Linked DNA regions of Triticum aestivum: region 2 is linked to region 1. Evidence: chromatin contacts called from public HiCAR-type data. All regions are on one chromosome and are shown on one strand. The core of a region is the stretch at or near the end of the contact, and the rest is flanking DNA. Distances in the headings are between cores, read along the strand shown. Region 1 holds the start of LOC123160932 (protein NRT1/ PTR FAMILY 5.1). Region 2 holds the start of LOC123160019 (putative receptor-like protein kinase At3g47110).

Region 1 (4,637 bases), core at 647-3,146:
CAACGGTGAGATGAAAAAAAATGGACGATGGCTTGACACAAAGGGATGGTTGTGTAGTGTTGACGGTCGCACATCGCACGTAGCTGCTGGGATAGTAGAAAAGTGGTGGCGACGGCCCATGATTGACGTCAATAGTGGTGCTACTCGAGCACCCGGTCTCGTGCTCCATGGTGAAAGCCTAGGTCTGGCCCGAGTTGGTTATACCTGGCAATGACGATATTTTTACGTCGTTACCTTGTTAATGCCATTGTTCGGATATGCTCGGACTGATCCTGCAGGGTGAACCTTATATTTTGGCCTTGAGTGGCTAGATCCTGAAAGCGTTGTTGTTGAAGAATCTCGTCATCCATGTAGTGTCATGAGATGGTTTATGTGGATACGGTCATTGGTGTAGTTTGTCAATCGCCAATCTGATCGCTTTGAGTTTTTTTTTCTCATTTACACATGGCTTTGGTCTTACATGACTTTGGTATTTGCTGGCGTGTTTTTTGTCTGTGTGTGTTGGTGTTAGTCGTGTGTATCATAACTGTGTAGGGTGAGGGCGTGTGTTTATTGTATTTGTATCCACTTAATGCTCCATTTGAGCCAACACAATTCACCGCTTGTCCCAAAAATGTTATTATTGACGTTTCTGCTAAGATACTCCATCTCAAAATGTAAGATATTTTTGTAGGCTAGTTCCTACTATTATTGTCATGGACGGTGACACATGTGAAGAGTTTTCCAGCTGTACTAAATCTGGGTTCTGGATTGGCATGGACATGATAGCCTTTTGCCATGCTTGGGTATACCCATCGGCATACGCCTTGTGTGATGGATGCCGGTGGGGCCGCCGTACGTGTAGCGCAGAAACAGAACAACGAAAGCAGAGTAGTAGTGGCTTTTGCCCACGCCTCCCAGCCGAAAGATTCCGAGATCCAAATGCGTTTTTCTTCTCCGGTCGCAATCCTAACCGTCATGACAAAACACTAGTCCTAGTTGGGTTGGCCCGAGCTGACAAGGATTGTCCGTAAGAATCTTCTACTACCAGCATCGGGCTCTGACTGAACACTACCGAGTACTGACTGATTAGTCTCTCCGTCCGGTTTCAGACATGGTGCAGTTCTCGAATAGCTGCTGCTAGCGTGGTAATTTCTTGTACGTTTTCTACTGCAGTGCGTTGTTTGAGTCATCCGAGTTACTACTAATAATAATGTGCTGTGAGTGAAACCGTGTATGAGGATGAGCTCCCAATTTGAAGGATGCATTGTGTTTTGGGAAATATACTGGATTGCGGATTAAATTGGACTCATCTATCGAACTGAAGATCAATCTAGGAGATGATTTTTGCTAGCCTGGTACTGACCGAGAGGTAGATGAGGGAGGAGACGGTGAAGGTCCAGAAGCGGCCGAGGAAGGCGTCGGCGACGTAGGCTCCGGCGATGGGCGTCATCCACACTGTGCCCGTCCAGTTGTTGACGCTGCGCACCGACGGCACCGTCTCCTGCCGCATCTGCGTCGTCAGGTACACCACCAGGTTCGACGCCACGCCGTAGAACGCCATCCGCTCGAACGCCTCGTACCCTGCGCCAGTCCATATGCGCGCGCGCGGGTTCATCAGAAGGAGAGTCGGATCAAATCGATCTATGGGAGACGGAGCCTGGTACTGACTGACCACTCACCGACTAGGAAGGAGCAGGCCTTCCAGCGGCCGGTCCGGGCGGCGACGACCGGCCGGCCGCGGAGGTCGACGGAGCCGTCCTTTGTGAACTCCGGCTTGAGTTCCTCCATCGATGGCCGACCCGACGATGTATGCTGTAGAGTGTAGACTCTAGTGCGTGTCTCGTGGTGTGTCGAAATGGGCTTGGCTGGAGCAAAATGATTGAGTGTATGTGGAGTGCCGGATGGCTACTTGCTAGGCAGAGACTGTCGCCGCGGGTAACTTCACCTCCGCCTTTGGCACATGTCGTTATCAGGAAAATGCTAAACTTATGCGAGATTACCTCTACAATTTTTTGAACATCAGATCAGTGCAGACACAAGCGCTCATTTATACGCGCGTACACGCACACCCTATTCCTATGAGCATCTCCGATAGACTGAACCGGCATATCATCTTGAGATTTTACGAAGTCACCGTAGTCCCCTCGTAGTCGACGGGGACGTCTCCTTACACTGAACGCGTATCGCCGGAAATCCTGAAATAAATCCAGCATAAATGCGAGTGGATCCCTCAAATCCTATCTATACATCTGCGACCCGGTCACCAAATTGCCATCCAACTAGCCCCTTAAACCAACTCTTTATGTCCGGGTTATCCGGCACACCTCAAATCCAATCTACATATGTGACAGATATTAAGAGGCGCGAACATGCCCGACATGTAAGATTGACAACCGGGACCCATGCAGAAAGCCACGTGTCTCTTGGGCGTCTCCTCCAATTCAATGAGGACGCATTCATGAAGCAGCCCTGGTGCGCTGCCCGAGAAACCCGGCTATTTAAGCCGGACGGCGAGGCGACCCTAACCTCGTTGTCATTCTCCTCCTCTCGCTTCCGTCCATGCCGCTGCTGCTCCCTCCTCTTCCTCTTCCTCTTCCTCCACCAGCCGCGACGGTCCGCTCCAAGGTAACATACTACAAGCTGCTCACTTCGGAGCGTCGGATAGAGATCCAGGCGAAGATGTGCGTCGTTGAGGCACACCGCACCACGCGCATTGTGGCCTGCCTGCCTCAAATTTCCTATAGGAGGAGGCGCCAGACGATGAGATGGAAGAGGCGGAGGTGTGGAAGGAGGAGGAGCCTACGTCGGATGAGTAGGAGGTGACTTCAATGCTGGAGCAGACCGAATTCAGCAATGTGGGAAGCGGTTGTGGAGTTTGAGCTCGCCCAAGCGAAGGAGGCGATGGAGCTGTAGGCCATCCTCGAGTTCATCCAGTCTGAGGCGAAGGTGACGACGAACCGCCACTTCATCCACGAGGCGAACGTGGAGCGTGAGCAGCTTTTCATGGACGAGAAGGACAAGGACGAGGAGTAGACATTTTGCCCGGCTGTCAATGACGACGAGGCCGGCGGCTCCGACAAGAAGGTTATAGAGCAAAGGGCGACTTTTCTGCCCATCAGCAAAGTGAAGCGCCTTTTCTGCTGAACTAGGTAGTCAGCCCTCTCCTCCCCGCGACGCATGCCGCGGCGGCCACCTCCCCACCGCCCAGCATGGGCATGCCTCCCTCTCCACGTGTAGGCGCAGGCTCCGGACCGCGGTGCAGTTCAGTTGCCGCCTCCCCTGGAGTATCCGAGGTCCCAGACTCTCTAGAGCTTGGCGCATCGCCATCCCCAGATCCAGAATCCCCGCCGCGGCTTCTATTGTGTGGTGAATGCTCGACGGCGGGCGCCCATGAAGATTCGGCGGATCCAAGCACGCCCCCCGCTTGACGCCTTCAATCCATCATCATCTTCCCATCCCCTACGGCCAGCCTTTCCTTTTTGGGGATGGACGGAGGCTGGACCGAGGTCAGCTCGCGCAAAAACCGCAAAGCCCCCCCCAAATATGGTGGATTCTCATGTGGCGCGCGCGGTGCCCCGTTCGGACTGGCGGTCGCACTTCAATGCGGTGGGTGGCCGTGAGGCCTTCTTAAACCGTTTTCACGGCCGCTGCTTCCGCTGTCTCAGCAAGCACCATCGCTGGAAAGACTGCTGCGACCCTCTGCATTGCATCATCTACGAGCTTTTCAGCCATTTTGGTCGTGATTGTCCACAAAACCCACGCAATGGCCAAGCCGGCCCTGCTCCCAGTAGGATAGGCCCCCTCCCTTCCCGCACCCCAGCCCACGCTTGACTGCGCTTCCCCACTCCGCCTCCACCCCCTTCGGATCCACCCTCTGTCGCTGCCATGGCTGAGCTTAGTCTGGTTGATCCGGCACGGCGGCCACACTCCAGCCATAAAGTGGGGAAATCCAGCCCGGCCATCGAGCAGGGCATCTTCTTCCTCCGCCGCCACACTGTCATGTTGCGCGCCCTTGACAGCGTGTGCGCAACCTCGCCCATGGCTGTGGGTCGCGCTCTTGACGGGCAGGTGTGCATTCCCCTGCACCACCTAAGGGTGACAGCGCACAACCCGGAGGACTTCTTCGTCATCTTCATGCAACCCACCTACCACGACAACACGGTCCGATGCGGCACTCTACGCGTTAATGGCGCCAACTTCGCCATTGCGCCTTGGAGAGGGAATGACCACGCGGGCCACGACACCTTCAACCTCAATGTTCGATGCATCATTGAGCACCTGCCCTAGCAATACTGGTCGATCGACGGTGCCCAGGAGGTCTTCGACAATAAGGTGCACATCGACAGGCTAGACAGCCGCACGCTGGAGCGTGACCACACCAAAACCTTCGCCTGGTGGGTGTGGATTTGGGACATGGCGTTCATCCCCACCAGGCACACCTACTGGAAGTTGCCCCAAGGCACCGATCGTGTGGAGGAGATGGAGGGCTACTTGCCTCCCGATCGCAGGGTGGCCCCGCCGCCCGGCGCCGAGCGCTACGACCTGCTAATCCATGTTGATAGGGTGGAGGACTAGTCGCCAAGGTCGCCGCGGTCTTCGCACTCCCCTCAGAACGGCTAGCCATCCTCTGACTCTGACACGACGTCGACAACCTA
Region 2 (4,637 bases), core at 1,238-3,737, 230 kb after region 1:
ACCCTTTGTTATCATTTGCTTCAAGCTTAGTGCCAGACAAGTGGAGATCTTGGAGTGCTCGCAACTTCCCCAATGTGGGAGGCACATACCCACTAAATCTATTAAACCCCAGGTCGAGTTGTATGAGGTTAGATAGATTAGATATTGAGGAAGGGATGGTCCCCGCGAAGTAATTATTACTCAAGTAAAGACCATTTATCTTGGGGAACTTGTTGTCGATATCATCCATAATGCTTCCATAAAACATATTGTGACTTATATCAAAATATTCCACCGACGACAAGTTGTAGAGAGAAGGTGGAAGCATACCAGAGAGGTTGTTTTGGGAGAGCCTGAAAAATCGCATGGTCTCGATGCTTCCAAGCACTGGTGGGACTGAACCAACTAGCTGGTTGTCAGAGAAATCAAGATATCGTAGATAGGACAGATTGGCCATTGACCCCGGGATGGGACCTGTGAAACTATTGTTCCTCAGCGAGATCACTGCCAGGGATATGAACTTTTCGCCGAGCTCAGCTGGGATGTGGCCGCCAATCTTGTTGTTGTGTAGTCCCATTTTGTTCAGCCTGATGCAGGAGCTCAGGTTTACAGGGAACTTGCCGGAGAAGGAGTTGTCGTTCAAGTCTAGCCTCTGTAGGCGACGGAGGCGGCCGAGGCTTGCTGGAATCTCCCCATGGAACCAGTTGAAGCTCAGGTTGAGCATCCGCAGGAACGTGAGGTTCCCTAGGGCTGGGGAGAGTACTCCAACGAGCGCTCTGCTGTCCAAGCTCAGCTCCACCACCCGCGCGGGCCTCCGGTGGCTGCATGTCACGCCTTCCCAGCTGCAGAAATCAGCACTGCTGTTCCAGGAGGCCAGCGAGCTGCCATCGCTGACTTGTGCTTTAAAAGCAAGCAACGCAGCCTCATCGCTGGCGATCACCGTGACGATCATCAGGACGGCTGGCAATGACCATAGGAAACTCATGACCCCCATTGCCATGCCCCTCTTGGTTTGGTTGGCAAGTAGCAGTAGCCTGGTCCATATATACAATTTTTGGTCTTGCATTATTGCCTTTTGCCAGTTGCAGGTGGTGTGCTAATACTCCAACAACTCCTAAATCGCTGTTTATGTCCCGTCACTTTCATTTCCCAGCAATAATTTAGACCTTCTGTCCTCTTTTGACAACTTGGTAGTTGCTAAATCTCAAAAATGTCCAACATGCAGACGTTTTCAAAGGTGTTATCCACCCGTCAACAATGGCTGCTAAATAGGATAATGCCAATCGGCATGGCAGTTGGTGAGATGGTTTTCGTCGGTAGGTGTAGACAAATATGATAAGATGGTAGGTTGGTTAATCTTAGATTCCTTTGTAGAAACATGCCAACATGATTGTATCTGAGTCTTGCTACTCGGTTTGAAATCTAGTGGGTAGAATGATTTTGTGTTTCAGAACTGATGTGGGTAGAATGATGGATCCATAGGTACTCTTGCGTCCACCTGGGTTGTTCCTTCAGAATACTATGAAGGGAAAAGCTCAACGTTTCTGCTTTGAAGTGGCGTCCATTTCTGCATGATTACAACGGGGTTGAACAGAACAGTCGTAACCTCATGCCTTGACGGTATATGTTTGCAACTAGCTTTACTTACTTGCTGCATACTGAGATTGGGGTGATATATGCACTCACTTTTCATGTTAGCGATATATGTTAGTCCATACAGAGTCATGCATGTCGATGTTTGTTTCTATGTATACAATTTTTTTTTGTGCCATTGTTATGTATACAGTTGGTAAACTAAATTGATATATTGGGTTGTACTGCTAACAGTTCAGGAGGTCAACATTTTTGCCATATTTAGCGACTTTTTAGGATCTTCTATTGGTATCTCGTGGTTGAAATTCTCATACATAATCTCAGGAGAGCATGTGTTTTTGTTTGAGTTAATTTTCTCAATAGATGGATGCGTGATGTAAATATCATAGCATCTAACAGTAATATTTTCATGCTTCAGAACCTTTGCTATTAATAATAACTGAAAGTCTCAAACTACTTTTGTAGTTTGAGGAGATCACTAACTGCCAGTGCTCTTAGTTCTATACCTAAAATCACTCTGAATTCAATGCATTTCTACAAAAATAGATAGTTTCATTTACCTTGAATCTTAACAAAAGAAATGAGCAGTCTATGCTAAGCCAAAGAGGCTTCCAATAATTAGTTAATTCAGCGAATACGAGTTCAGAGGATTAAATATAACATTTTCTTTTTCCTGGAGGGAACATTTTGCTTCATTGTATTTTTCTGTATCATGCAGACCATTCCTAGTGCCCTCCAGATTTTCTAGTATCAAGAGATACAAAAGATGATGAATTCTACACACCTGTGATGGCATTTGTCTCCAAGTCCCATGTGTCTTCTTTGAACCAAGTGAACAGCCCGGTGGGTTCCAAAGAGACGTACTAGTAGGCACAAGTTCTATAGGGCTCCTCCTCCACCTCCTCCTCCTCCTCCAAGAAAGAAAGTTAGGGTTTGTGCCTCTCGCCGGCGCCGGCGCAGGTCCGCCTCGTCTCGGTGGCCCTAGGGCCATGGAGGCGCGGTGGATCCTGACAAGGGCCGGCGGGAGGGCTCCGTTTTTAGTCGTTTTTTTCAATCTTGTTAGGGTTTTTGTCCTACTCAGGAAGGCGAAACGGCGGCGGCTCCCTGAAGATGGAATAAAGGTCTCCCCGCCTAGCCCCCGTTCCGGCGGTGCGTCTAGCATCGTTGGTGGGCGTGTGGAGGTGTGTCTCCGGCAGATCTATCTTTGGTGGATTTGCTCGGATCTCGTCGTTGTTCGTCTACGTTCGTATGTCTTCGGTTTGGATCCTTCCGATCTACGTTATTTTTCATCGGCGGCGGTTGCTGTTCTGGGGTGCTGGTCCTATGGGGCCTTAGCACGACGACTTCCCGACTATCTACTACAACAAGTTGTGCCCGGCTCCGGCGATGGAGGGGCGATGACGGAGGCGCGCCTTCGGCTCGCTTCGGTGCTTGTAGTCGTCGCTAGGTGGTCTACGAATTTGGATGTAATTTTTATCTGGTATTCGTTGTACTGCCATGATTGAAGATGAATAGATTGAAAGTTTTTCCAAAAAAAAACACTATCAAGAAAAATGGCAAGATGTACAACACACGAAAGGTGCATAGTACTTACTGGGGAAATAAATGCATTAGTTTTCGAAAGCTCCCCATCTGGAAGCTGCAAATACAAAGGGCATTCCCTTGCAGATGGAATATACCTGTTTATTACAGAACAAGCAATTCAGATGACTAATGATCATCCATAAAGATCATATATAAAAAAAGAGTAAATGACAATGTGATAGTTACTAAATGTTGTTGGAGATGTTGCTGTTAGATGTGTATAGTCTCTTTTCGGTATATCCCCATCATATAAGGGGTTTCATGCACTTTACCTCACATATATATGTAATGGCCTTTGGCCCTCAGTAAAGTCCAGTTGCTGATTATCCAACATGGTATCAGATGCTAGGCTAGCCCCTTCCTCCCGCACGACGCAACTCCGTGCCCCTCGTTCCTAGCCTGCTCGTCTCCGGCCGTCCAGCCGCTGTCTCTCCGGCCCCGCTCTGCTGCTCCTCCAGCTGGACGCTGTCCCGTCCGGCCGACTCATCCGGCAGCCGCCCCGCTCGGCTGCTGCTCCGTCCGGCGCCATCTCGCCTTGTCGCCCCGACCGGCTGCTGCGGCCGCTGCCTCGTCCTGCCAGCCCCGTCCGGCCGCCGTCCCGCTCGTCCCGCCCCGTTCAGCCGCTTCTAGAGTTGCGCCCGTTGTCCCGCTTGGCGCTGCCCGCCCCATCCAGTCGCCTCTGGCGCTGTCCTGCTGGAGCTGCGGGCGTTGTCCCGTTCGGTCCTCCGGCTGGCAGCTGCGTTGCGGGCTCTCGATCAAGATCGAGTCTCCGCCTCTGGCTAGCGCTGTCTCGTGCGCCCCTGCCCGCCTCTCTCGATCCAGATCGAGTCTCTGCATCCGTTGACTTCCAAAAAGAAGGAGAGAAAGAAAAAGAAGCACTCGTTATGTCTTCTTCGGGCTATGTCGCTGTTCCTAGGTGTTCGGTGATCTTCGATGGCACCAACTATGCGGAGTTTGTGGGCTTTATGCGCATCCATATGCGTGGTCTTCTTCTGTGGGGTGTTCTCTCTGGCGAGGTCCCCTGTTCGTTATGCCCTGTTGCGCCAGTGGCCCCAATCCCACCGGTGCCGCCGGTACTTGCTGCTGATGCTTCTCAGGCTGATCGGGATGCAGCCAAGGCTCTCGATGATGTTGCCGTTGATGCTTACGACCAACAGGTATCAGCTTATTCCGATGCTCTTTCTGTGTACCGCGATGATCTGTCTGCTTACACTCAGTGGTGCAATGATGATGCTCGTGCTGCTGATGTTCTCACTGCGAGTGTCCTCCCTCAGTTTGCTTCGGAGTTCATGGGACTTGGCACAGTTGCAGCGATGTGGTCTTATCTCTGTCAGCGCTATCAGCCCTGTGGTGATGCTCTCTACCTATCTGTGGTGCGTCACGAGCACGCACTTCAGCAAGGTGATTCCTCTATTGATGAGTTCTATTCACAGTGCTCTGCCATCTGGCGTCAGCTTGACTCTCTTCGGACCATCGTTTGT

Evidence for each region. HiCAR-type assays count read pairs that join an accessible place to other places.
Region 2: a HiCAR-type map of leaf shows a contact between it and region 1, with 5 times the contacts expected there. The contact joins the promoter of LOC123160019 here to the promoter of LOC123160932 in region 1. A contact is called at or near these places in 4 of 5 Hi-C or Micro-C datasets (leaf, root and an unstated tissue) and 1 of 1 datasets of contacts at active chromatin or transcription factors (leaf).

Annotation. Positions count from the first base shown.
Region 1 is chr7B:629,964,396-629,969,032 of IWGSC CS RefSeq v2.1, forward strand. It overlaps LOC123160932 (protein NRT1/ PTR FAMILY 5.1), which reads right to left and starts at 1,897. Exons shown (of 3, transcript XM_044578785.1): 1 at 1,662-1,897; 2 at 1,346-1,563. The coding sequence starts at 1,770.
Region 2 is chr7B:630,198,300-630,202,936 of IWGSC CS RefSeq v2.1, forward strand. LOC123160019 (putative receptor-like protein kinase At3g47110) reads right to left here and starts at 2,488. Exons shown (of 2, transcript XM_044577838.1): 1 at 1-2,488. The coding sequence starts at 1,045. It overlaps LOC123160020 (GPI transamidase component PIG-S), which reads right to left. Exons shown (of 6, transcript XM_044577839.1): 6 at 2,999-3,251. The coding sequence ends at 2,999.